Regions from separate parts of the Mus musculus genome. Here regions 1, 2, 3, 5 and 6 are each linked to region 4. Evidence: chromatin contacts called from public HiChIP or PLAC-seq and Micro-C data. All regions are on one chromosome and are shown on one strand. Each heading gives the region's core, a stretch centred on a gene start, on an enhancer-like site or on the middle of the called end of the contact. The rest is flanking DNA. Distances are from core to core; before and after follow the strand shown.

Region 1 (3,637 bases), core at 200-2,699, 550 kb before region 4:
ACTAGACCCGGAGTAGTCCGTGGTATATATTCTTGAAAACATCAGCACATATATGTTCTTTATCCACACCACTTCCTGTTGGGTGCACATTTTCCTTTAAGAACTATAGACATCTAGATGCATGTTTGAATATCGGACGGCTGCAGGAACACACATACCCAACAGCTAAAGAGTGGAGAAATAAGCATGCCACTTTGTCTACTACACAATTACAAACTTGTCTCCAAGACTGCCATGGAGAAATCTTACATTTTTCTCCCTCCATCCCCGGATGCAGGTTCAAAGAATTTTCTTTCGTTCTTAACTCTCACCCAAAGAACTCCACATCCTGCAGCCCAACAGGCTTTGAAGAACAAAAATTTCCTCTACTGACCACCAATCCCACAAGTGCAGTAGAAGCAGGTGGCCGTGTTACAATACAGTCCTACACAATGACTTTGTCCGAGATTCCACCAAAGGGTCGACATCCTGAGAACCCATAACAAGTTCATACTATAGGAATCACAGGGCTCTGAGTTAGCAGGCTTTCCCATGTGCACGGAGTGAGGGCTGGTAAGATAGTTTCTAAGGATGCTCCCTCCAGTCTTCACCTCAGCCTTCCTGGGTTCTAGATGCACCCTGGGCCGGCAGTCAGCCTAAGGGAAGGCATTCCCTGCAGAAATTCCCTCCGTGGCACTTCTGAGGTCATGGACTTGGGAGAAGAGTGGCCCTATGGTAGCTATGGCAACATATCAGCGTGCGTACGCCTTCTCGATTCTGGTGAGTGTGTAATTCTTTTTCAAAGGAGGTCACAGGGCAATCGGCTCGGTTTTTTTTTCCCCCTATAGAGATGTTCCCATTGCTAAGTTCAAATGAGTCAAACCTGAAGATAACCATTGCCAGTATGTGTGTAAGTAGGTGTAGGACAAGACATAGCCCAACACCTATAATACTATAAAGCAGCTCCTTGCTAGCAGCTCCCCAAATCGCGGGAGCGTTAAGGCGTCCTCACCGAGCACAGAGCCAGGCTTTCCCAAAGCAAACTTACATAAGCAGCCGCAGCCGCCTCCTTATTCCGGAGCAGCTGCGACAATGGCGGCCACACCACTTCCCTGTTGCGACCGCACAACTTGGGAGTGGGGAATCCGGGGCCCCGCGAAAGACATGGGGCGCAGTCCGCGCGTGGGGAGCCCACATTCGCATTTCGCAGCCAATGAGCCGCCGGATGCAGCGAGCCCTCAGCATTCTCTCCTAAACAAAAGCTCCCCTGAGCTGTGCCCGCCAGCGACGGGCCACCTTCCCTTCCACCATCCTCCACTTCTCCAGGTCGCGGCGCGGGCGCGAGGCTCTCTTCCTTGGCCCGCAGCAGCCCCGGCGGCGCGACGAGCTCGGGAGCGGGCATGCGGCCGGTTCCGCAGCCCCGCGCCGCGCCGCGCCCTGCTCCGCCCGCGAGCCCCGAGCTCGCGCCCCGCGCACTCCGCGGCCTGCGCGTCTGGTCCTCCCGCGCCCTCCCGCGGCCAAGGGCGGGGGCGGCGCGCGGCCGGCTCCCCGGAGCTCGGCGGACGCAGGCGGGGGAGCGTGCGCGGGGGGTCCCGTCGGCTCCGGGGGAAACCACAGCTGCGAGGGGCGGCGCCCCGCGGGCCGCGCTCGGGCCCGGCTCGGCCGTCCCCACCCCCACCGCGGTGCACTGCGGCGCGGAGAGCCAGGCGGCCATGAACTCGGCCGCGGAGAGAGAGCGCGCGCGCGGGGCCGCCGCCTGGCCTCTTCCCCACCCGCTCGCTGGCCTGCGCAGCCACCGGGGACGCCCGGCCCCCCACGCCCAACCGCGGCCCACGCCCCGATCCCGCTCGCACCGCGCTGCGCCGCCACATCCTGCAGCTGGCTGCTGCCCCGGAGCTCGGCGGGAACGCGCCTCCTCGCAGCCGCCCCGGCCGCGCCCGCCGCCGGCTGCCCCCGCGTCCCCGCGCCCGTCCCCGGCCCTTCCAGCACCCGGCCCGCGCTTACCTGCAGCTTGGCACCGCTACAGACGCTCGCTGTCGCTGTGGGCTCCCTCGCTCGGCAGCGCGCAAGCCAGGGACGGGATGGACGCGGGGGCACGGTGGGTGGCAGTGTTTTGGATTTTTTTTTAATTTTTTTTTTTCTGAGTTTGGGGAGGGGGTGGGGTAGGGGGGGAATCGTGCACGTCCCTGGTGGTGGCAGCCCTCCTCCTGCACGAGCACACACTAGCCAACCCGCCGCGAACACCCCCACCACCCCCCTCCCCGTGCATGCGCGGTGCGGGCTCCGGGGTAGTGGGGGGGAGAGAAGGCGCGCCGCCGCTTGCGCAGGCACGGAACTGGCTGGGGCCTCCCTCGTGAGCGAGCGAGGAAAGGGTTAATCTGGGACCTGACGGGTGGTTGCTTTCCCTGGGTCTACGGGGCCGCCCGCGGAGAGCCCTGGCCTGCGCACGCGCGCGCACGCGCGCGGCAAGGGGCGCGCGGAGCCCGCGCGCGGGAGAAGGGGGTGGGCGGGGTCGGGGCGGGGCTTCTGCCGGCCAGGGGAGCGAATGCACGAGCTCCTTTCTCGAGCACCCGCCCCCTCCTGGAGCTCCCGACTCCAGGGCTCCCGCCGGCGCCCGGCCTCGGCACTGCGTCGGGAACGCGGGGAGCCTGCGCTCCCGTGCGTGTGCGTGTGCATGTGCGTGGGCCATGTCTGCCCCTGGGCGCGCACGGTTCGGGCGCTGAGCTCGGCCTGGCTTTTGGGCAGGTGTCCCGGTGCACCGTCTGTCTCCCCTGTACCGTCTCGACCGAATATCCAGGCTCATGGCTTGGTTCGTGCCACTGAGGCATTGTTTATGGGGAGCAGGCATTTGCAGAGCAAATGAAGTGCCATTTTTGATTTGGAGTATAAGGGGAAATTCCGGTCACCCTGGACAAACTGCTCAATCCCAAAGCTCTAGATCTACCAGACTAATTGGTGCCTTTACGTTTACCCAGGTACATCCCTCTCTAGCCATCATGTTTCCAGAACTAGGTTGCACTTGATGCTCCCATGGAGAGATCTGATAGCCTGGTAATGTCAGGACATCCATGTAAGTTATAGCTCCGCTGCTGCTGAAACCTTGTGTTCTCTGTGAGGCACTTCCTGATCCTCTTTACCTGCCCTCAGGCCCACGACCTGGAAAGTCCCTTTAGCCCCAAAATTTCTGTTCAACCTGCAATACTGGCAGCTGGATTGAGCTATTGTGCTCCTAAATGTCACTTCACTTCTGCTGCTTTGTCACACTTTCAACAGTCTTATGTTAAATCACGTGAATAACATCTGCAATTAGGGCAGGACCATGGACTTCTGGGAAGATGTAAAAGAATGCCTGTACCGGATGCCTAAGTAAACATGAAGGAAAACTATGGTCGCCTCAATTTTCTAAAGGACACCATATTCAGCCTCAGCTAAAATATTAACCAGTACTGGTTTAATGTCCCCCACGGTGTTTAAATACACGCCTTCAAATTTTTATTTTCTGTGTATGAATGCTTTGCCTGCATGAATGTGTGTGCACCACGTGTGTGCCTGGTGGCAGCGGAGGCCAGTCAGAAGGGGGTTCAGATCCCCTGAGACTGGAGCAGGATGATTGTTAATCACCATATGAGTTCTTGGAACTAGACCTGGGTCCCCTGAA
Region 2 (3,661 bases), core at 401-2,900, 830 kb after region 4:
TCACCACGGCTTCTTCAGCATGCCTTCTTTAGAACCTAGGGCCACCTTCCCAGTGCCAGCACCACTCACAATGGGCTACCCCCACTCCCCCAGTCCCTAGTTAAGAAAACACTCTACAGGCTTGCCTACAGCCTGATTCTTATGGAGGCATTTTCTTAATTGAGGCTCCTTCCCCGCAGATGACCTCAGCTTGTGTCAAGTTGATAAACACTATCCAGCACACCTTCCTCTCTGGAGTGTGTGCTATGTGAAACAGGAGGGGCTCTGGGATATGAGAGAGAGAGAGAGAGAGAGAGAGAGAGAGAGAGAGAGAGAGAGAGAGAGAGAGACCAGTTCTTCCAGCAGCTTCCAGTTGAGTAGAAAGCACCAACTTGCTGGAAAATGGTAATTTGATCATGAGTTAGTGGTGGGTTTTCCCCTCAGGCTTTCTACTCCTTGGTGTTTCATTCTGAGAAGTTTCCTGGTTCCATCTGGCCTTTGGGGGAGGGGGGAGGTAAAAAAAAAAAAGACCACGACCTATTAGGAGTCACTCAAGTGGATGCCAGACCAGAGCAAAGAAACACACAAGGCATGGTCTGGAGAGTCTACCTTCATCACAGAGCAGAATGAAATTATTCCTGTAACAAAGCAAGAGCCATTTCTGGAAAGTGGCCGGGGAGTAAGAGGTGGGGGAGGGGGCTTTGATTGATGATCTCTAAGCGGTTTCACAGGGAGAGAATTTTGAAAGCAGTTCCAACCAGAAACACAATCAGGAGAAAGACTATATTGCACTTTTGGGTATGTTATATACAGTGTGTGTGTGTGTGTGTGTGTGTGTGTGTGTGTGTGCATGTGTGTTTATAATCTTCTCCCTTAAAAAGCCCCCTGAAAATAGCATTCATGGAGCCCGTGGCAATAAGGAGTACTTTTCAGACAGTCTGGAAACAGTATCTGTCAGGGACCACAACTGAGTGGAGGAAAGGGATGTTAGGAATGAGGTAAGAGTCTGGCGTTGCAGTCTTGAGGGTATGGGAAGGAAGCTCAGGCTTGCACGTGCAGAGGGAATGGCTTGGGCAGAAGGGAAATCGAATTCGCTGTCACTTAGACTAGCAAACGTCAGTGCCATTCAGCTCTTCAATTTCCGATTCAGATGAGAGTGTTACATTTAAATGAGAGTGTCACATTTTTCTCCCTTTCTTCCCCAGAGCACCCATTCCAGACCTAGCCTTTCTCCCCTTGCCTAAGGCATGGTTTCTGTCTCACTTCTGACTGCCAGGCAGGAAATGTTCCTAGCCATGGGATAAGCCTCCCGTCTGAAGGGGCCGAGGAGGAGGTTGAGAAGAGGAAAGGAGAAACAAAGGAAGAAAAACACAAACTTTACTAGAGCTGCTGGCTGGAGCCGCAAGCTCCAGGCAGGTTTCCAGTTTCCTAGAAGCAGGGATCCGTGGGCGTGGCCCTCAGTGTTTGTTAATCGGCCCGGTGTACTCTGTGGGCGTGCCCTCGGTGTATTAAGCTAATCTGTCTGTTGTACTCTGTGGGCGTGGCTCTTAGTTATGCTAATCGGTGCGCCTTGTTTTGTGGGCGTGGCCCGCGTTGTATGCTAATCTGCCGCTGTACTCTGTGGGCGTGGCCCTTGGGCGGGCGGGGCCGTCCTAGTCGCAGAGCCTTGGGGCGCCGGACGCTCGGGGCCGCTGACCCGCTCCCGGAGCTAGTCCACGTTGGTCTCGGTCTTTGTTCTGGGTTAGCGCGGGGACATGCGCCGCTGAGGATGGAGGTGGAGGACTCGGGCGGCGTGGTGCTGACCGCCTACCACTCGCACGCGCGCTCGCAACCGCAGGGCGCTGAGCCACGCTGCGCGTCCCGGGCCAGCCATCCGCTCAGCAGGTACGGAGCGGCACCGCGGGCCGCGCGCGCGCGCGCCGGGCGGGGCGGGGAGGGGGCAGCGCTTAGGCAAGTTTTTATGGAGTTGATAACTGAGACTGCTCTTTGTATGATCCTGATTGGAGATGAGAAACAGCCTGGGCAAAAAGTCTGTGTGTGGCTGGCTGAGGCTAGCGGGGTACTTGTAGTCTTGACGCAACTTTATCAAGAGTTAGATAAACATACCATTTCTGTGGAAGACTCTCACCATGTACTGGAGAAATTTTAAAATATTACCAAGAACCCAAACACAAGTCGGTTGAAAAGAAAAAAAGTTCTCGCAGACACTCAGATTAACTATTTGAAGCTAAAGTTTTTCTCAAAAGGAAACCTTCACTGACATAACAATTTCACTTCTACTGTAAATACCCTCAATTGTTTAAATACAGTGATGTCATTATTTGATGAGTGCCGGTGCCGATTGTATGCAACCAACGCAATTCCTGTTTATTTCTTTGGGTGACCATGTGCATTTAGTAAGCCAGGGATCTGGAGAACATTGCTCTGGCATGCCCATCTGTTCCGCCAAAGACGGATGGTCAAAAATATTCCAAATGTGAGATGGTTTGCTGTCTGGCGTGTTTAGGGGAAGTTCCTTTGCTATTCTCTACGACTATATCAGTGGACGTTTTTACTTATTTATTTTGAAGCCTACGCTAATGCGTGTTTTGATATCATCTCCTAATGGCATCTTACATCACTGTTATTTTCAATTACTTGCTTTTCCTCACACTCTTAACTTTATGTGATTATAATTACTGCTGTTTCCCAATTTAATTGATTTGTGACTATGTCACATAATATGCTTTGGACGGTATCCATGAGATGAACCAATCGCACTGGCTTAGGAATTATACTGGTCTTCGCTAACAAAGAAATTATTGTTTCTTCCAGAGAGAGCAGGTTGAGTCAAATCTCATTTTAAAACAGACAGTGAGAGATGTACCAGTTTTCTCCGGCAGTCGGAGTCACGCACATCATTTTGACTCAGCTTGAAGATACAAACTCTTCTTTGTATTGAGTGTGTAATTCTTTTAGAAGAAAGTACCATCTTGACTAAATAGATGGGATTGGATGCAAGGCAGGGGCCAGTTTTCTACATTCTTAAGTGGCTTGGGTGTAGCTTAAACCCTAGCAGCTGTCCCTGTGGGCATCAGCCAGATAGCTGAAAGCAAATTGGAGGGAGATTTTGTTTTTTATTAGCTCAGCATGTGGTCTTGTAGAATGGTAATGTGTGAGAGTGGGAGAGCTGACTGATATCATAGTCAGTTCTTTACCATAAACCAGTTGGGTCTAAGTTTATAATGTTGCCGATTGCCTTGTACTCCAGAGGACCCTCAGTTACTCCCTCCTCTGAGGCGGGGGATGGGAGTGTGCAGCCCTCCTTCCAGCCCCCCCCAGCAGAATTATGGGAGGATAGCTTAACTCCCTGGCCCTCAGTAGAAGCACTGAAAATAGAGGTTCCCGTGTTTACTAGGAGCTAGAGGATACTACATCATCCATCATGTGCCTGATAACAGAAATTATCAGGCCCAGTTATTAACCTTTGACTTACTAGCTACTGATCAATTCTTTCCTTCAAGCCAAGAAGCAAGAAGGTATTGTTCTGCTTTGGAAGAATGCACCCCTCTCATTCAGGAACATGCGTTCTTTAAACTTGCGAATGGATTTGGAGCCTACTGGTGGCACAGTGAGCAGTCTGGCTCTGGGAAAGTGGGCTCTGACTTCCCAAAGAGATCATTCATTAGCACTTGCTAAAGCT
Region 3 (3,454 bases), core at 726-3,225, 600 kb before region 4:
CGCACCTCTGTAGCTGGGGTGTGTCTCCTCAGAGGAATGGCTCTGAGGACTTAAAGAGGCGGAGTCTAACTCCAAAGAACCTCAGCTCCGCCCCCCAGGAAGCGGTAACATTGCTCACACCACAGGGCGACTGAGTCAGAGGGAGACAAGAGCTGTTCTGACTGAGACCTGCTGCTTTCTGACTCTCTGACCTTGCGCTGACTGACCGACACAGACTGGACCTCCACCTCATTTCCCTTAAGTTATCTGTTTTGGAAGGAGAGCGACATTCCTAGTCTAAGGCAAGGGTTTCCAACCTTCCTAATGCTGTAACCCTTTGTTGCCGTTCCTTATGTGGTGACTCCCAACCATAAAATTATTTTTGTTGCTACTTTATAACTTTATTTTTACTGCTGTTGTGAATAGTAATGTAAATACCATCTGATATGCAACCTCTGTGAAAGTGTCGTTCAACCCAAGGGATCGAGACCCACAGGTTGAGAACCACTGCTCTAAGGCACATGTGCACTTGTGGATCCTGTCTCCTTAGCTAACCTCTCGGGGACTCAGGGACTGTCACTGGTCATTGACAGGTGGAGAGCTTCCTCTTCTTTCAGTGAAAAAATGTAAAAACCAGACCCAATTCTTTCCTTTTAGAAATGCTTTCTTTTTCTTCTCCAATGTCTGTTCCCCTGCCCAGGACATTTTCAAACCTGTTTCTCAAATTAAAGACCCCCAAAGCTGACAGAGTGATGCTATGTGTTTCCTACTACCTGCTGTACACTGCCCCTAAAAAGAAGTACAGCCAAAACAAACAAAAACAAGAAGGGGAACTGCGAGAGGGAGTCAGGGCAGGCAAACTGAAAAAGAAGGTTAGAAAGATGAAAGAGAAAAACCAGAGAGAGAGAGAGAGAGAGAGAAACTTTGGACGTAGAAATGTTAACTATAAACGGGTCCACGCTTCATTCAGCCCACCACACACACACACACACACACACACACACACACACACACACCTAGGTCGAGGCCCTAGCAGAAGCACCTGAACGCGCGTGCGCGTGCACAGAGAGAGAGAGAGAGAGAGAGAGAGAGAAAGAGAGAGAGAGAGGGGGGGGAGAGGGAGAGAGAGAGAGAGAGAGGAGAGAGACTGATAAACCCGCCAACCTCAGATAAATTTGACTCTTCAACTTGTAGCCTCCAATCGCAGCAAAAGGACGAAGGTCCTTCGCCACCTGCCAGCAGAAGACGCTGCAAGCGCCCGCGGCGCCGCAGTAGCCTCTCTCCTGCTGCAGTCCCGACAGAGTTTCAGATCCAAATCCATAGGGCTAGCGCTCCTCTTCCCCTCGCCCCGCTCCCCTGCCTTCGACCTCCTCTGGAGGCCCGGAGGAAGGAAGCAGGGCACTTTGCCACTTCTAAGGAAGGGGAGGAGAGGCGGCGACAGAGACTCCCACAGAAGGAGCCCCAAGCCCTGTATCCTTCTCCCCACTCCCCGCCCGCACACCCGCGCAGGTCCGATGCTGGCGAGTGGGCCACTTGCCAAGGTGTCGGTGCTCACTCCGGGTGCCGGGATTCAGGCGGGACTGTGAGACGGAAAGGTTGGGGTTGCAGATGAGGCGGGTGTGGGAGAGGGGCGACCCGGCGGTCTCCACCCCCCGGGCCACTGCAACTCCAAAGCACGCATAGGGACCCCCGTCGTCTTAAAGGCCTTCCCTCCGGGTGCGTTCGCCTCCCGCCCCGCTCCCCGCCTGGACGTCTGCGGAAAAAGAAGATAAAAGAGTACCTGGAGCGAACACCATGACTTCCTTCAGCCGCTACACCCTTGGGTTTCTAGAGGTGGACAGACAGAGGGCGGGAGCCGACGGGGGACCGGGGAACCGCGGGGCCGGGAGCAGACGGGCGCGCAGGGTGCGGGCGGGACGGTCAGCACCTCGGACAGCTCCCTGCGCGCGGTCCCGGGCCGCGGCTCAGCGCTGGGCGCGCGCTGCCTCCACAATGCACCGCTCCGCCGGCGGGAGGAGGAGAGGCAACCCGGCTCAGCTCCTCCTCGGTCCCCGCGCCAGCTTGGCGATTCACCGCCGAAGGAGCAGGGCGCTTCTACCGCTTCCACCGAAGCAGGAAGGACGGAAGGGGAAGCCAGACAGAAAGGTAATTGCCCGGTTTCCCGGCAGGCGCACAACTAATTGCTTCTAACTACCTGCTGTCACTCACCCCCAGGGATGCCGGGCTGACATTTAAGATGAGTTTGTCCCTTTCCCCACATCGCACTAGACTTTACTCCAGAGGCTGAGTTCTTGGAGTGTGGCTGTCTCTGAACAGAGGGAGGAACCACCAAGTTAACCCGTCTTTGCTGTTCACGACTTCTCTGGCTGCCCCAGGCCTCTCAATGTCAGCAAGAGAGCTAAAAGAGAAAAACAGGATGACCTTGCAATGCATGCATGACAAGGGCGCTGCTCGCGGGTCCTGTTCCCCGTGACCACTGGGTCAACTCCCACATTTGCAGGTTCTCAAGGTCATAGCCTGAGAGGAAACGGTGTTAGTCACTGCAAAAAAAAGTACAGATGAGACATGTCTCGGACAAACTCCAACTTCTGCACGGATGAGGAAAAACATCTCTGACATTGATTACATACTTAAGAGCTTGCCCAGATCTGGTTCAGTTGGTATCTGCGCCCTTTACAGTTGGTTCCACCCTGAACAAGGACTTGCTGGATGCTCACTGCAGGCTCCTAACCCGTAGTTCACTTGAAGATATCTGTTCCCTGATTAATGTTGGTGCGGTGTAGGCAACGCTCATTAGATGCCACCAGCTTGCAACACGCGCGTGTGGGTTTCAGTGACAGAGTCAAAAACCACATAAGGATCCCCTTGCCTTGGCTTTTATCCTCCATCTCTGTAGTTGAATGGGGTTGTCCAAAACCAAAGGCAATCAGAGTTTTTGGGCATTCTTCACCTTTTCCTGGAAATAATAGCGCTGTTCTAAAAGCACAGTACTAACAATTTGATTAAAAGCCTTAAGCTCTACCCTGTTTTGGCAAACATAGGCATTTAAATAGCCAGGCTGGCACCGAGTTTGTTCAAAGCCATAATAGGTTGAAAATGTAAATAGTTTCACAAATCTTGAACTACGGTTATCATGGAGGCATCTGGGCAGCTTCAACACAACACAGTCACAAATGCTCTTAGCACCTGGTGTCATAGGAGATGAAACAGATGGGGCCTGCCTCAGCACGATGCAAATCAGCCAATGGGTAGGAAAAATACCCATGCACAAAGGGGTGGAGTCCTCTCATATGCCCAAGATACACCCAAACCCTTGGGAACAAAAACTATCTGCCCCTCTAGTTTCAGCACCGTGGGACACATGAAGCACTATTTGAGATTTGCTTGAATGACTGCCGACTGCTTTAAATAAACACCCCTCCACCACCCTTAATTTTTTACAACTTTGTGTGTTCATGGCCTTTACTCACCGAAT
Region 4 (3,891 bases), core at 937-3,436:
TTACCTAGGTAAAGCAGTCCTCATAATGATGATTTATAGGAAGGCATTTCCACAAAGAAAAGCTGTTTTCTCCATCCTTTCTCAGGAGGTCATTTTAGGGGTGGGGGTGAGGGGTGGGGTGAGAGAGAGGAGGCAGCAACCATGGCTTAGCTCTGGGGAGCTCTTTGGGTTGTTGACTATACAGTTTAAGCAGGAATAAGAACTGATGCCCATATGTGGTTATCTATCAAATGTTAAAAGTCCAGTCCTGCTGGGTCTTCAGAGTGCATTCTCTATGTTCCCTTCTATAACAGAGATGCTAAAAATTAAGGGCATTATGTTGCTCTTAAAGATGACCATCACAGGCCTTTGGACACACACACACACACACACACACACACACACTTTGCAAGGCAGTCCATGTAGTAGAATAGATTTGAAAATGTAAGTTATTTGGGTAGAATTTCGCTTTTAATTGGTGCTTAAGTGAGGAGCTATGACCCTTGATTCCTTCTGGTATATCAATCTGGTTATGATCTTTTCTCCACATGGGCAAGCAAATGGCAGTCAGGTTTTTTATTGTTTGCAAAGAACAATATCTCTTTGGAACTTGGTTGGAATTCAGTAAAGAAATCCTAAATGTTTTAGGGAGGTGTCAACAGTGAGACCACATCTGCAAACCTTTAAAATCTGGTTTTTAAAAGGTCCTCTACCAGTAAGTATAAACACCAAATATACCGGAGAAGTATATTTGGAGATACAGGAGAGTACGTACAAATACACAGGAGAGTAAGTATAAACACCAAATATACTCGCCCCACATGTTTATACTTATTGTATGTCGCAACATAAAATTTGCTGCTTTAGTTGAACTGTAGGCTCCAGGTCTTTAATAGTCTTGAAGTCTAGATTGGCTTCAAGAGACTTTAAGGTCTAGGCATTTTAGAAACAAAGCCAGCTTCAGCAGCCAGGGTGGCTCTCTGAAGAGAGATGCCCCCCGGGAGCTGGATGTCATGAAAGAGGCACCTTTCTGCATTCCTCTTCTGCAAGCCAGCTTTACATCCAGCAGAATATAAGAAAAGTTGGAATAGATTTTAACAAGGTTTACAGAAGATGTTTAAAATTAGTTTAATAGCTTCTAATTATTCCCTAGTTTATTATTCTTCCAGCTCTCTTGAAAGACGAACTCCTTTTCAGCATATCACGATCTGACACAGAATACTGACAGAGGTCAGGTGACACAGAAAAGCCCCCCCCCCCCAAGCTTTCCTTAGACCAAAGGAAGGAAAACAAACTTAGCAGTGGATCTGTCTGCCTTTGCAACTGGCTGCCTGGCGCGAGTCCTGCCTTGGTTAAGGAATGGAGGATGGGGAAATCAAATGAGGGATGTCTAAAAATACAACTGCTTCCAAGAGAGAGAATCAAGTTCTCTGCTCATGATGGATAGAACCCAGCATCAAAGACTTAGGGCCCCAGATTGTGAGCGATGCTGTGCCCTGCACCCAACCCAGGTCCTCGACCCCCGGCCCCTGGCCCTCAGGGCCGCGAGTCTCTTGCCCTTGCTTTGGTCTAGTCACATGAGTGCAGCAGCTACGAGTCCGCCTCAAGTGAAGTGAAGGCAATCCCCAACTCGCCTTTTCTGGGCAGCGCAGTCCTGGTAGCACGCCCAGGAGAACACCTGACTCAGAACACCGGCCAAGGGGCCTGGGCTCGGGGACAGGAGGGCTAGTGAAGGGCGCTCGGAGGCCGGGGATTGACAGAAATGCTCAAAATGGAGGCACTCTAAGCAAACAATAATCGCTCACTTACCCAGGGAGACCGGGGCAGCTCGGGAGACACAAAGAACCATGGAGAAACTTTTCAGCCCGAGCCGACGGCGGAGCGCAGGGACAGCGCCCCGGAGCCCCGGGAGCGAGAGCGGCTGGACAGCCCGGTGGGGACGAACCTGCGCCAGGGGCTCGCAGTCCCCTCAGGCGCGGTGGCGGAAGCCATTTCCAAGAGTTTCCAAGAAGTGTCAGGTCCTCCGCATCCCGCGCGCCGCCTGGAGCCCTTCTTCCCTCGGGCGCGCCTTCCCTGTTGCCACGGTCCCCTCCCGCTGCGCACACTGCCGACCCTGCGGCCGCGCGCTCTCCAGCCCTGCGCCTCTTTTGTGTGGCTGCGGCGCGCCGGGCTCCGCCGGGTGGAGTTGAGCCCGCGGCGGCTGCTCCGGGCGGCCGGACTGGCGGCTGTTGCTAAGAGACCGGAGCCATGACACAGGGAAATTGCGGCAGGATGGCAGTAGGTACCCGGCCCGGCTTGGCTCTCAGGGGGGCACCCGCCCCCCGCCCCGCCCCCTCTACCCCCAGCCCCTCCCCCGCCTCCTCTCCAGCCTGCCGTCCGTCCCTTCGACAGCGACTTGTCCCCCTTCCCAAGAGGGGCACCAGGGGAGGCGACACCTGCACCGCGTGCTTGAACCAGGTCGGGGCGCGATCGTGTAAGGCAAGGTTCTGAACGCAGCTGAAACGCCTTCAGCCTCAGCTGACAGCTTGGTTCTCTTTCCCCAACTACCTGTCTGAGCACCTAACCCAAGAGGATCCAGAGAAACGCCAGCCCCTCCCAGGGAGTTCCCCATCAGGATCTGAGTGATGCTGTCCCTGAAGACAGGGATTATTCTTCAGGTCTCTGGTCCCTCAGGCTCCCATCCTCTCTGCTCTCCCTTTTTCTTATTACAGTGCACACAGCCTCGCCCCCTACCCCACCTACACTTGAGAGTTTGCAGCGTGGATGCCCCAAGAACACAGTAAGTGCCCCCCCCCCCCCAACGAACCAAGCCAGGACGGGCCGGAGCGGAGCGGAGCGGGCTCACAAACTAGGTGCTCTCACCACCGGACTCACATAAACCTCTGTCAAATGCTATCACACTTGAGCAGAACTGGGCTGTGTAACTGGCCTTAAGGGACCTCAAGGGCTCCCTGGAATATGGGCCTTTGAGTCTCTTCTGAGGTTAGAATGGGCTGAAAGATGCTTAGGCAGGCCCTACAGTTCCCTCCCTCTACCCTCTGGGGTAACCCAAGCCTTCAAAAAGAAACACGTTCTTAGGGAATGGCAATCAGGGTTAGCTTCAAAGAGGAGAAATGGGGGTAGGGAGGTTACTCAAACTCTCTATGTCATTTGAAAAGCAGAGAAGAACACACACACACACACACACACACACACACACACACACACACACGAGGGAGAGAGAAATCCTATTTTTTATCTTCATATTTTCATTCTCTCTCAAGCACATAGTAGAAATGACAGGGAAAAGAATTTTCAAATGGAATTTCCCCACTGAGTGTTAAGAAAGTTAGACAGGTTTCAATTAGTTATTAAAATGACGTGGCTAGGATTCAGGCAGAGAGGAAGAGAAAGGCAGATAAAATCAAGGCTCCCGAAAATTAGGCATCCAGGCAAGGGTCTTGTAATGGCGACTGTGGTGGGTGCTGCTTACTGTTCAAGAATTTAGCAGGATGACTCTGGTACCCACAGATCTAGCCACAAGGTTTTTCTAAAGGCACACAGTATCTTGAGCATATATCAAACAAGAGAACATTAGAGAAGCCAAGCATACATGATAATTAATGAGGTGGGGATAGAGGTGGTTGGGCGATGGAAGGGGACAGAGAGTATGTGAATCCTAAAGGTGGCCATCACCTGCATGTTTGAAAGGTGGCCTCTGATTGAAGTTTCAACCTGAACTCCTTCCCCTTATCTTAGCTCAGCTGTCAAATGTTAGAAAACAAAAGGCTGCAGAGGAAACCCTTCCCGCCCCACAATGGAACGTCTCCTTTTACGGAAATCATTGCAAAGGAAAAGTAACCCAACTCCTTCAGTGGTTTGTTAAAACCCTTTTGGCTCAGAATCCCTGCATTTCTTAAATCCCTGATAACT
Region 5 (3,448 bases), core at 522-3,021, 580 kb before region 4:
TCACACTTGAATGCTTCCATTTGGATACAATCAAAGTACTGAAAACTCAATAACCTAAGACGAATTTACACTTCAAACAGTAGAAAGGAGAAGTAGATAAGGAAAGATCCCCCTCCAGATGATGAATGCTACCCGAGCTCATATCGGTGAAGGGAACCTGTGCTATTCGGTCGAATGCAACCGCCCTTGCAAGACGTGGCTTGTCAGCGCTACTCATCGAAGTGTAAACCCATCTCTGAAGACCTGGCAGGCAGAAGTACTCTCCCCACCCCAACCCCACCCACGGACTTTGCAGCATCAGTCCATTTGTACACTCGGATCTCTAAGGAAAACAGCATCATCGACGTGAATGACAGCTGCAGCGGGAGCCGGGGAGCGGGCGGTCAGATGCTCCGCCGGGGCTGTCCACTCCGCGGGCACTGAAAACGTCAGGGAAGGTCTCTCTTGGAGCCAACGCGGACTTGACAAAACAGTTGACAATTAGGGCAAAGCACGTACGGCAGAATCATTAGAACCCACAGAAGCCCCGGCCCCAGCGGCGACACCGCGGCGTGGCGATGCCCCCGTGGCTTCGGAAATACCCGCTATCCCTTTAAAAAGTACCCCCCGCAGGCCGGAAGTGACCGCTCGGCGCCACGAGTCGAGCCCCTCGGTGCAGCACGGCCTCGAGCCTCGCGCACGTCCGCGGTCCCGTGGGTTTCCTGCTCTTGCTGCAGTTCTCCGCCGCCAGTCCTCTCCGCGCGGGCAGTTCGGTCACTAAATCTCAGAGACCCGGCGCCTCCCCCAAGCTCCAGCCTACGCCAGGCCTGCTTCCGGGTTCGGCCTGCGCTCCCGGCCCGCTCTAGTGACGCACTTCCGGTGGTGACCAGGCTTGGCTCCGCCCCAAGCTGACACGCGGGCTGATCGGGTTCCCAGCCGTGCACTGTGCTGGGAGGACAGCGAATTCCTGCACCGGGGACCAACTGCTCCGCCACGGCTCGGTCTCTGGGGTTTCTTACCGTCCTGGGCGGAAATGGATAGAATCCGCCAGACCACACGACCCGGGGCCTAACTCTCCAGCCCTGTGACCGCGGCCGTCTGTGTCAAGCTCTCCCTTGGCTCTGCCCAGGGCCCTTGTCGCTTGGCGCTGGGACCTTCAGAAGTTGAAAGGGTTTGCCAGAGGCATCTCAACCACCCTTTCTTAGACTGGCTTTGAAATGGTGTCACCCACCCTCTTGGACTGAATATCTCAGGTCATCTTAGGGTTTCCTCCCGGAATTACTTAGTTTTACACATTCTGGTTCATCCTCTTCTCAAAGGTTGTTTTTTGGATCGAGAAGTTCAGGCAGAAAGCGTTCACTTTCAGTTTTTCCTTGTATCTCTCACGATGCTGTATGACTTGACCTCATAATCTGGTGTCTGGTTAAGTATAAAACTATTCTTTACTTCTCACCCCTCCACAGGGCTGTTTGGATTGTTTCTTTTGTAATAACGTATTATACCGTTTAGAAAACACAGGAAACACAGCTTGGGCGAGTTGGGTGTTTCCTGCTGAAAATTGTGAATATAACGTTTCATGAGAAAAGGAAAAAAAAAAAAGAGCTAATGAGTGGAGCACCCCATCTGAGCTGTGTCCACTTGCCTTGTTCCCTTAAACTAAAACTAATTGCTTCTTGCTAGCACCACCATTGGCTTTTGCAGTCCCCCCAACCCTATTCTGATTTTGTGCTCCTTTCACTGTTTTCTGGCAGTTTTTCTCTGCTTATAAAGATCTTTAAGAAAAAAAGAAAAGAGGAAAAAAAGTTAAAAAAAAAAAGTTTGTTTAAACTCATTCTTTGTATACTCCAAGAAAATTGCAGCTCTTGTTGAAGGCCTTTATCTTTGCACCACTTCCTGTGTTTCTCTGCAATTCATGTGCATTCTTCTGAGGGCTAAGTCAGTTTCTCAACACTTTTACAAACCAAGAATGGATTCCCCCTTGGCCTGGAAGCCATCTCAATAAAATTTTATCATGAAACTATCACTTCTGTCTCCCAGCTTTCTGGAACATTGTCTACCTCAGTGAATACTTGGCTCCAGGCTAAATCTACCCCCAGTAGAGAGATTGGATGTTTGCTTTTTACTTTGAATAGGGAGCAAATTTGTGGGTACTGAAATTGCCTGGTGCATTTAGGATGGCCTCCGTGTAGCTAGTGGTGTCAAGTTCTTTTACTGAAAAACTAGTTCCATTGAGAGTATGTATATAATGGATTCCATCAACTTAGCCTTTGGGCGAGTCACCTCAGCAGATGTCCAGTTACACATATAGCATCCAAGCATAATGCTTATTCAATAGAAAGAGAACTGAAACCTCTCTCAGCAGGCTGATTGGAAAGATACTTGTATTTGTATTTTTCCAGCAATAGTTGAGGCCACACTTAGAGATCTATTGTACAATATAAGATTAAATCAGAGCATTAGATTTCTCTCTAGTTCTTTGAGCCTGCCCTCATGGTTTCTCAAAGACTCTTTAAATGTTTGCCTTACTGAACTTGGATTCTATCACCTGCCCCTCCTCATAGTCTATAAAGTTGAACACTCCCTTTATGCTTTCCAAATCAGTAGTGAGTCTTGGAAAGAAAATACAAAAGTCTCCAGAGCATGGCAAAGCCCACATTGTTATTTGATGTCCAACTGTAGTTGGACAAGTGTATGGCACAGACTGAGAGGCACCAGGGGGAGGAGCTATGGGAAAGGCAATGCTGCCTGGAGTTCATGACTAGAAGAGGGAGAAACTCTTCAGTGCAATTTTGCTTCAGTTGGGAGAGTGTTGGAAGTGTAAAGGTGTGCCTATTCCAGCTGTTGGAGTCAGGGTAGCGTCCTAGGACAGTTTATCCAACGGATCAGCAGGAATAAAGTGAGGGGGGGGAATTATTGGTCTATAGGCAAAAGGATAGCAGTTGAAAAGGTCCAGAGGAATTAAAATGTTCGTGTTCAGGGAACTGCAAATAGGTATCAGAATGGGAGCTGGGGTGATAGGTGCCACTGCCAAGCACACATGAGCAGCCAGTCCCAGATCTGCCTAACTGCAGTGCTACCTGGGTCTCTCTCACGACGTCCACACTCTTTGGTCAAAGTATGTAAAACTACTGAGGTGTGCTAGGCATCCTTGCACCCTCCTGTGCACATAATGACTGAGATGAAGTAAGCTTAACAAGAATGTCTATACTGACTTGCATGTACGTTTTCTCCTGATAACTATGGCTTCCTCAAGCAAAATACAAATTACTGTCCCAATACATTCTTGAAGGCGTATCTATCAGTGTTCTGGTCTAGGAGTTAAAAGGATCTTTTACATCTTATTTTGACCTTTGGCCATGGAGGAGTGATGCTTGCTTGCTTCTTCCTGTTTTCTTATAGAACCCAGGATAACAAGCCCAGGGGTGGTAGCACTTACCACGGGCTAGACTCTCTCCCCTTGATCACTAAT
Region 6 (3,636 bases), core at 663-3,162, 630 kb after region 4:
GGGGGGGATACTAATAGGAGATGGGGGCAGAAGTCTTCCTCCAGGTTTAGAGAACTGAAAGGATTAATCACCACTACCTAGCACACAGCTGCCCTAGCTTGTCAAACCCTTATAACACTGCCTTGGGTATTACTTGAAAGGAGGTACACCCCACCCATTTTATAGTCATTTGTTGTGTGAGGACATCCAGGATTGGATGAGAAGTAAACACTAGATCCCATGTGGTCCCCAGTGTCTATAACTCCGCAGGCACCCAATCCTATTTGCCAGGAGAGTGAAAGACCATAGGACCAGGCCTGCCCTTGCCCATTTTCTGTTTCTTAAGATAGTTTATTAGTTCTGTTTCAGATTGTGTGTTAGCTTAGTGATTTCCTCCCTGGATTGTATCTGTTTTTGCTTTGAAGGGAAAAATGATATATTTGTTCTGGTTTAAAAGACATAAACCAAATATTGTATTCGGCTGGCTGGGTTCCTGCAAAATCGTGTCCTGACACAAAGGCTTGTGTCAGAGTCCTTTGCTATGGGAGGGGGGGGGGATAGAAGGATACGAGGGGTTGTAGAGCAGAAACACAACACAGGAGAAGAGGGAGGGCTGATAAAAGCAGGTGCTGTCCAGTCTGTGAGTGATAGGTGCAGCCTGGGTATTCCAAAAAGCAGGGACCATAATTCTCAGCAGTGTCTTGACCAAAGATCAGGAGGCTGCCTCCACATGTCCTCCTTGTACTGTTCAGGGGAAATACAGAATGGGCTTCTGCCAGCAGTCCACGTGGGGGCCTCCAGAGAGGGAGGAAGAGGCTACATAGGCGTGCAGTGGTGTGCACAGCTCACCTTTGAGAGGCAGCTGGGGGCCTCTAACAGGGGGCCTTTAGAGGGTCATGTTGTGATAGGCAAGGTGTGCATTCATATGGCATGTTCCTGTTTGGTGTATTTACTCAGGATATCACATTTGCACATGGCATCAGTGGATCCTATCTGCTTCTTAAGTTCTTACTACATTATTGATCAACTGCTGGGTGGGGTGGGGGTGGGGGACATTATAGAAGCTCTCTTGAATCCAAGAATGATGAGGGTGGACGCGGCTTTCAACTTGGGAAGGTTATCCTGCTTTAGCTTGCTGTGATCAGTGCCCTGCTGGAGCATGACTTCAGCAATTTTGTTATAATTAATAATTCACTCAGAATCTATGCCTGAAGTAATGCTGGGTATGAATGGGTCCCCTAAAAAACAGAATTATCACTTGCCCAATTATGTCTAACTAGGAAGCTAACATGTGTAATAAGGATGCAATAAACACTTTACCACACAGGGGGATTAGCTGAATAATTAAAAGATCTTTCCACTTAGCATGAATAATTAAGAAATCTAAAGGAAATACAGGCTGAATTTTCAACAAAACTTTCAGAGGCCAAAACCAACTGTGCATTAAAAGCTGTATTCGATGCATCAGGTTGTGGGATAGTCAGTACCTAACGGACCTTTCTTTTGGATCTTGTTATAACAAGTTTTGCCCCCCAAAGAATAAACAATATATAGATTTTTTTTTTCAACATTGTCAGGAAAGGTGCCCTCTTACTGTTTGTTTCTTGTCCAAGTTGACAACGGGTGTGATCCAAAAGCCAATCAGTGGCGTTGTTTTCAGAGTGGTGTTTGGCAGGGAAGGAGACTTGTAGTCCTTAGCTTAGTTTCAGAGATTATCATACTGGTTTCAAATGCAAATAGGGCATTTTATGTGCAAAATACACGGGCACCCATTTATAATGAACATCTTTCCTTGTGCAAATTCATTTCCATGGCTTTTCATCGCAAATTTGTCCCTACAAGGGGACTTGGCGGCTCTGCAACTGCAGCTCTAACCTTCTGAACTCGCCCGGATTTTCACTCAGGGGAGCCCCGCCCCCTCTCTGAAAGCCGCCTATCAGAACTTCTGCTGCCGTCAACAAGTTTCCTGTGGACTGAATTATGAGGAGTGACTGGGCTGCAGCTCAAATGAAAACCAAGGTTTCTCCCCTGATCACCTGTCAGGGTAATTAAAATCGTTCCTTGAAAAGAAGTGTTAACATTTCCTGCCCACGTGACTGGCCATAGCTCAAAACCAGTGTGTTAGATTTGATGTGGATATTTATGGCCGCATTCCCTGGGGAAAATTGCAGTCACCTCTGTCACAGAGGAAAGAAATGTTGTTCTAAAGCAGAGGAGCTTAGCCCAGGAGTTGAGCAGAGCAGGAGGGTACAGAAAGTGAGATTTCAAAAGATGAGGTTGCAGACAGTAAGGTTCAACTCCACTCCCTCACTCTGTGTGTGTGTGTGTGTGTGTGTGTGTGTATGTGTGTGTGTGTGTTTGGATATTTTCTTTATTTACATTTCAAATGTCTTCCCCTTCCTTCGGAAACCCCCTATCCCATTCCCCCTCTCCTACCCATATTCATAGTAGCCATATTTATAATAGCCAGAAGCTGGAAAAAACCCAGATGTCCCTCAACAGAGGAATGGATACAGAAGTTATGGTATATTACACAATGGACTACTACTCAGCTATTAAAAATGATGACTTCATGAAATTCGCAGGCAAATGGATGGAACTTGAGAATATCATCCTGAGTGAGGTGACTCCGTCACAAAGGAACAAACACGGTATGTACTCACTGATAAGTGGATATCATCCCAAAAATTCAGAATACCCAAGAGTCAATTCAAAGACCATATGAAGCCTAAGAAGAAGGAAGACACTCCCACACTCTTTACCCTACCTCTCCACCCCGCCCCCTACCCCTTCCAGAGCATGACAGCAATTCCAGCTGTAGACTCTTGCAAGGCTCCATGGCAGGTGTTTGCCTTTTCTACCATCCTTCCTGGTCACATTTATTGATCAGCTACACGGTACCTGGCAGAGCTACCAGATGGGCATCTGGGCAGAATGATAAGCATCGAAGTCACAGCCCATCCTTCCAATACCCTGCCCTCTGTCTTCATCTTCCTTGCTCTCCATTCCTGGCAGCTAGAGCTGCCTGGTATACCAGGCACTTAACTTGTACATTATTATATCTTCTTGACTTATTGATCTCTTCCGTTCGCTCAAGAGAAGTTTCGCTGTTTTCTTCAGCTCTAGGCACATGGTAGCATCTATAACTATTGCCTGAATAAGTAACCACTCAGATGGGTAAATATTCCAGTGAGGACAAATAAACAAACAAAGCTTCACGTCCAACAAATGAATTGATAAACCAAATAATTGCAGGTTGTAACAAGTGGCAGTGAAGAGAGACTAGGTAATTAGGGAGAGAGAAATCTCCCAGGGTGGGGATGGAAGTGGGGAGAGTGGGGCCCTGCAAGATGAGCCTGAAAACCCCGGAGGCTGGAAGGGAGGGGAGGTGGTGAGCAGGAGACTGACACTGACTGATGACTGGCAGTCATTCCTTTTGAGAAGAACGGAGAGAAAAGAGGAAGTGAGAAAGATTAGAAGGGACTCCTGGATGTGTAAAACAACAGAAATGTCTTTGAAGCTCTGATTTATAAGTGCCCTGAAAACCCGCAGTCTCCGGCAGAGACTTTCCCACCACCCATCCAGGGAACTGTGGCCACCTGAGACACCCTGGTCTAAGGCAGAATCTGGTACCCATCTCACTAATCCTCAAGTGTT

The links. Hi-C and Micro-C count contacts between places; a contact is called where the count stands out from the background. HiChIP or PLAC-seq counts read pairs in DNA pulled down with a chosen protein or histone mark.
Region 1: a Micro-C map of embryonic stem cells shows a contact between it and region 4, with 2.7 times the contacts expected there. The contact joins the promoter of Zbtb14 here to the promoter of Tmem200c in region 4. A contact is called at or near these places in 1 of 39 promoter capture datasets (the 3T3-L1 cell line), 3 of 484 Hi-C or Micro-C datasets (all in embryonic stem cells) and 3 of 115 datasets of contacts at active chromatin or transcription factors (craniofacial prominence, embryonic stem cells and extraembryonic endoderm stem cells).
Region 2: an H3K4me3 HiChIP or PLAC-seq map of neural tube shows a contact between it and region 4, with 6 times the contacts expected there. The contact joins the promoter of Arhgap28 here to the promoter of Tmem200c in region 4. A contact is called at or near these places in 4 of 39 promoter capture datasets (embryonic stem cells, frontonasal cranial neural crest, liver and 1 more), 9 of 484 Hi-C or Micro-C datasets (Sertoli cells, adipose-derived mesenchymal stem cells, cortical neurons and 4 more) and 12 of 115 datasets of contacts at active chromatin or transcription factors (astrocytes, craniofacial prominence, embryonic forebrain and 7 more).
Region 3: a contact with region 4 is called in a Micro-C map of embryonic stem cells, with 3 times the contacts expected there. The contact joins the promoter of Akain1 here to the promoter of Tmem200c in region 4. A contact is called at or near these places in 3 of 39 promoter capture datasets (the 3T3-L1 cell line, cranial neural crest and liver) and 1 of 484 Hi-C or Micro-C datasets (embryonic stem cells).
Region 5: a contact with region 4 is called in a Micro-C map of embryonic stem cells, with 3 times the contacts expected there. The contact joins the promoter of C030034I22Rik here to the promoter of Tmem200c in region 4. A contact is called at or near these places in 5 of 39 promoter capture datasets (the 3T3-L1 cell line, cranial neural crest, frontonasal cranial neural crest and 2 more) and 2 of 484 Hi-C or Micro-C datasets (both in embryonic stem cells).
Region 6: an H3K4me3 HiChIP or PLAC-seq map of embryonic basal ganglia shows a contact between it and region 4, with 5 times the contacts expected there. The contact joins the enhancer-like site here to the promoter of Tmem200c in region 4. A contact is called at or near these places in 11 of 115 datasets of contacts at active chromatin or transcription factors (astrocytes, craniofacial prominence, embryonic basal ganglia and 8 more) and 2 of 9 other capture datasets (adipose tissue and pancreatic islet).

What each region holds. Positions count from the first base shown.
Region 1 is chr17:69,381,616-69,385,252 of GRCm38.p6, reverse strand. Zbtb14 (zinc finger and BTB domain containing 14) reads right to left here and starts at 1,449. Exons shown (of 3, transcript NM_009547.3): 1 at 1,028-1,449. Gm49894 (transcription initiation factor TFIID subunit 4-like) reads left to right here and starts at 1,072. Exons shown (of 3, transcript XM_030250167.1): 1 at 1,072-1,153; 2 at 1,242-2,077; 3 at 2,955-3,637. The coding sequence starts at 1,072. The coding sequence ends at 3,002.
Region 2 is chr17:68,002,097-68,005,757 of GRCm38.p6, reverse strand. It overlaps Arhgap28 (Rho GTPase activating protein 28), which reads left to right and starts at 1,650. Exons shown (of 18, transcript NM_172964.4): 1 at 1,650-1,863. The coding sequence starts at 1,748.
Region 3 is chr17:69,437,847-69,441,300 of GRCm38.p6, reverse strand. Akain1 (A kinase (PRKA) anchor inhibitor 1) reads right to left here and starts at 1,975. Exons shown (of 2, transcript NM_001145192.1): 1 at 1,760-1,975. The coding sequence starts at 1,775. A930029G22Rik (a long non-coding RNA gene) reads left to right here and starts at 1,061. Exons shown (of 2, transcript XR_003952217.1): 1 at 1,061-2,124.
Region 4 is chr17:68,835,431-68,839,321 of GRCm38.p6, reverse strand. It overlaps Tmem200c (transmembrane protein 200C), which reads right to left and starts at 2,186. Exons shown (of 2, transcript NM_001206661.1): 1 at 1,789-2,186.
Region 5 is chr17:69,414,770-69,418,217 of GRCm38.p6, reverse strand. It overlaps C030034I22Rik (RIKEN cDNA C030034I22 gene), which reads right to left and starts at 1,771. Exons shown (of 1, transcript NR_026848.1): 1 at 1-1,771.
Region 6 is chr17:68,209,092-68,212,727 of GRCm38.p6, reverse strand. No RefSeq gene overlaps it. Among named protein-coding and RNA genes, the nearest start is that of Gm36252, 23 kb to the right of the region's middle. Within about 2 kb of position 1,912, at least 30 of the 459 cell types and tissues checked have an H3K27ac peak or open chromatin away from gene starts, as enhancers often do. A contact at or near this core is called in adipose tissue, craniofacial prominence, embryonic basal ganglia and 2 more, where this site is marked.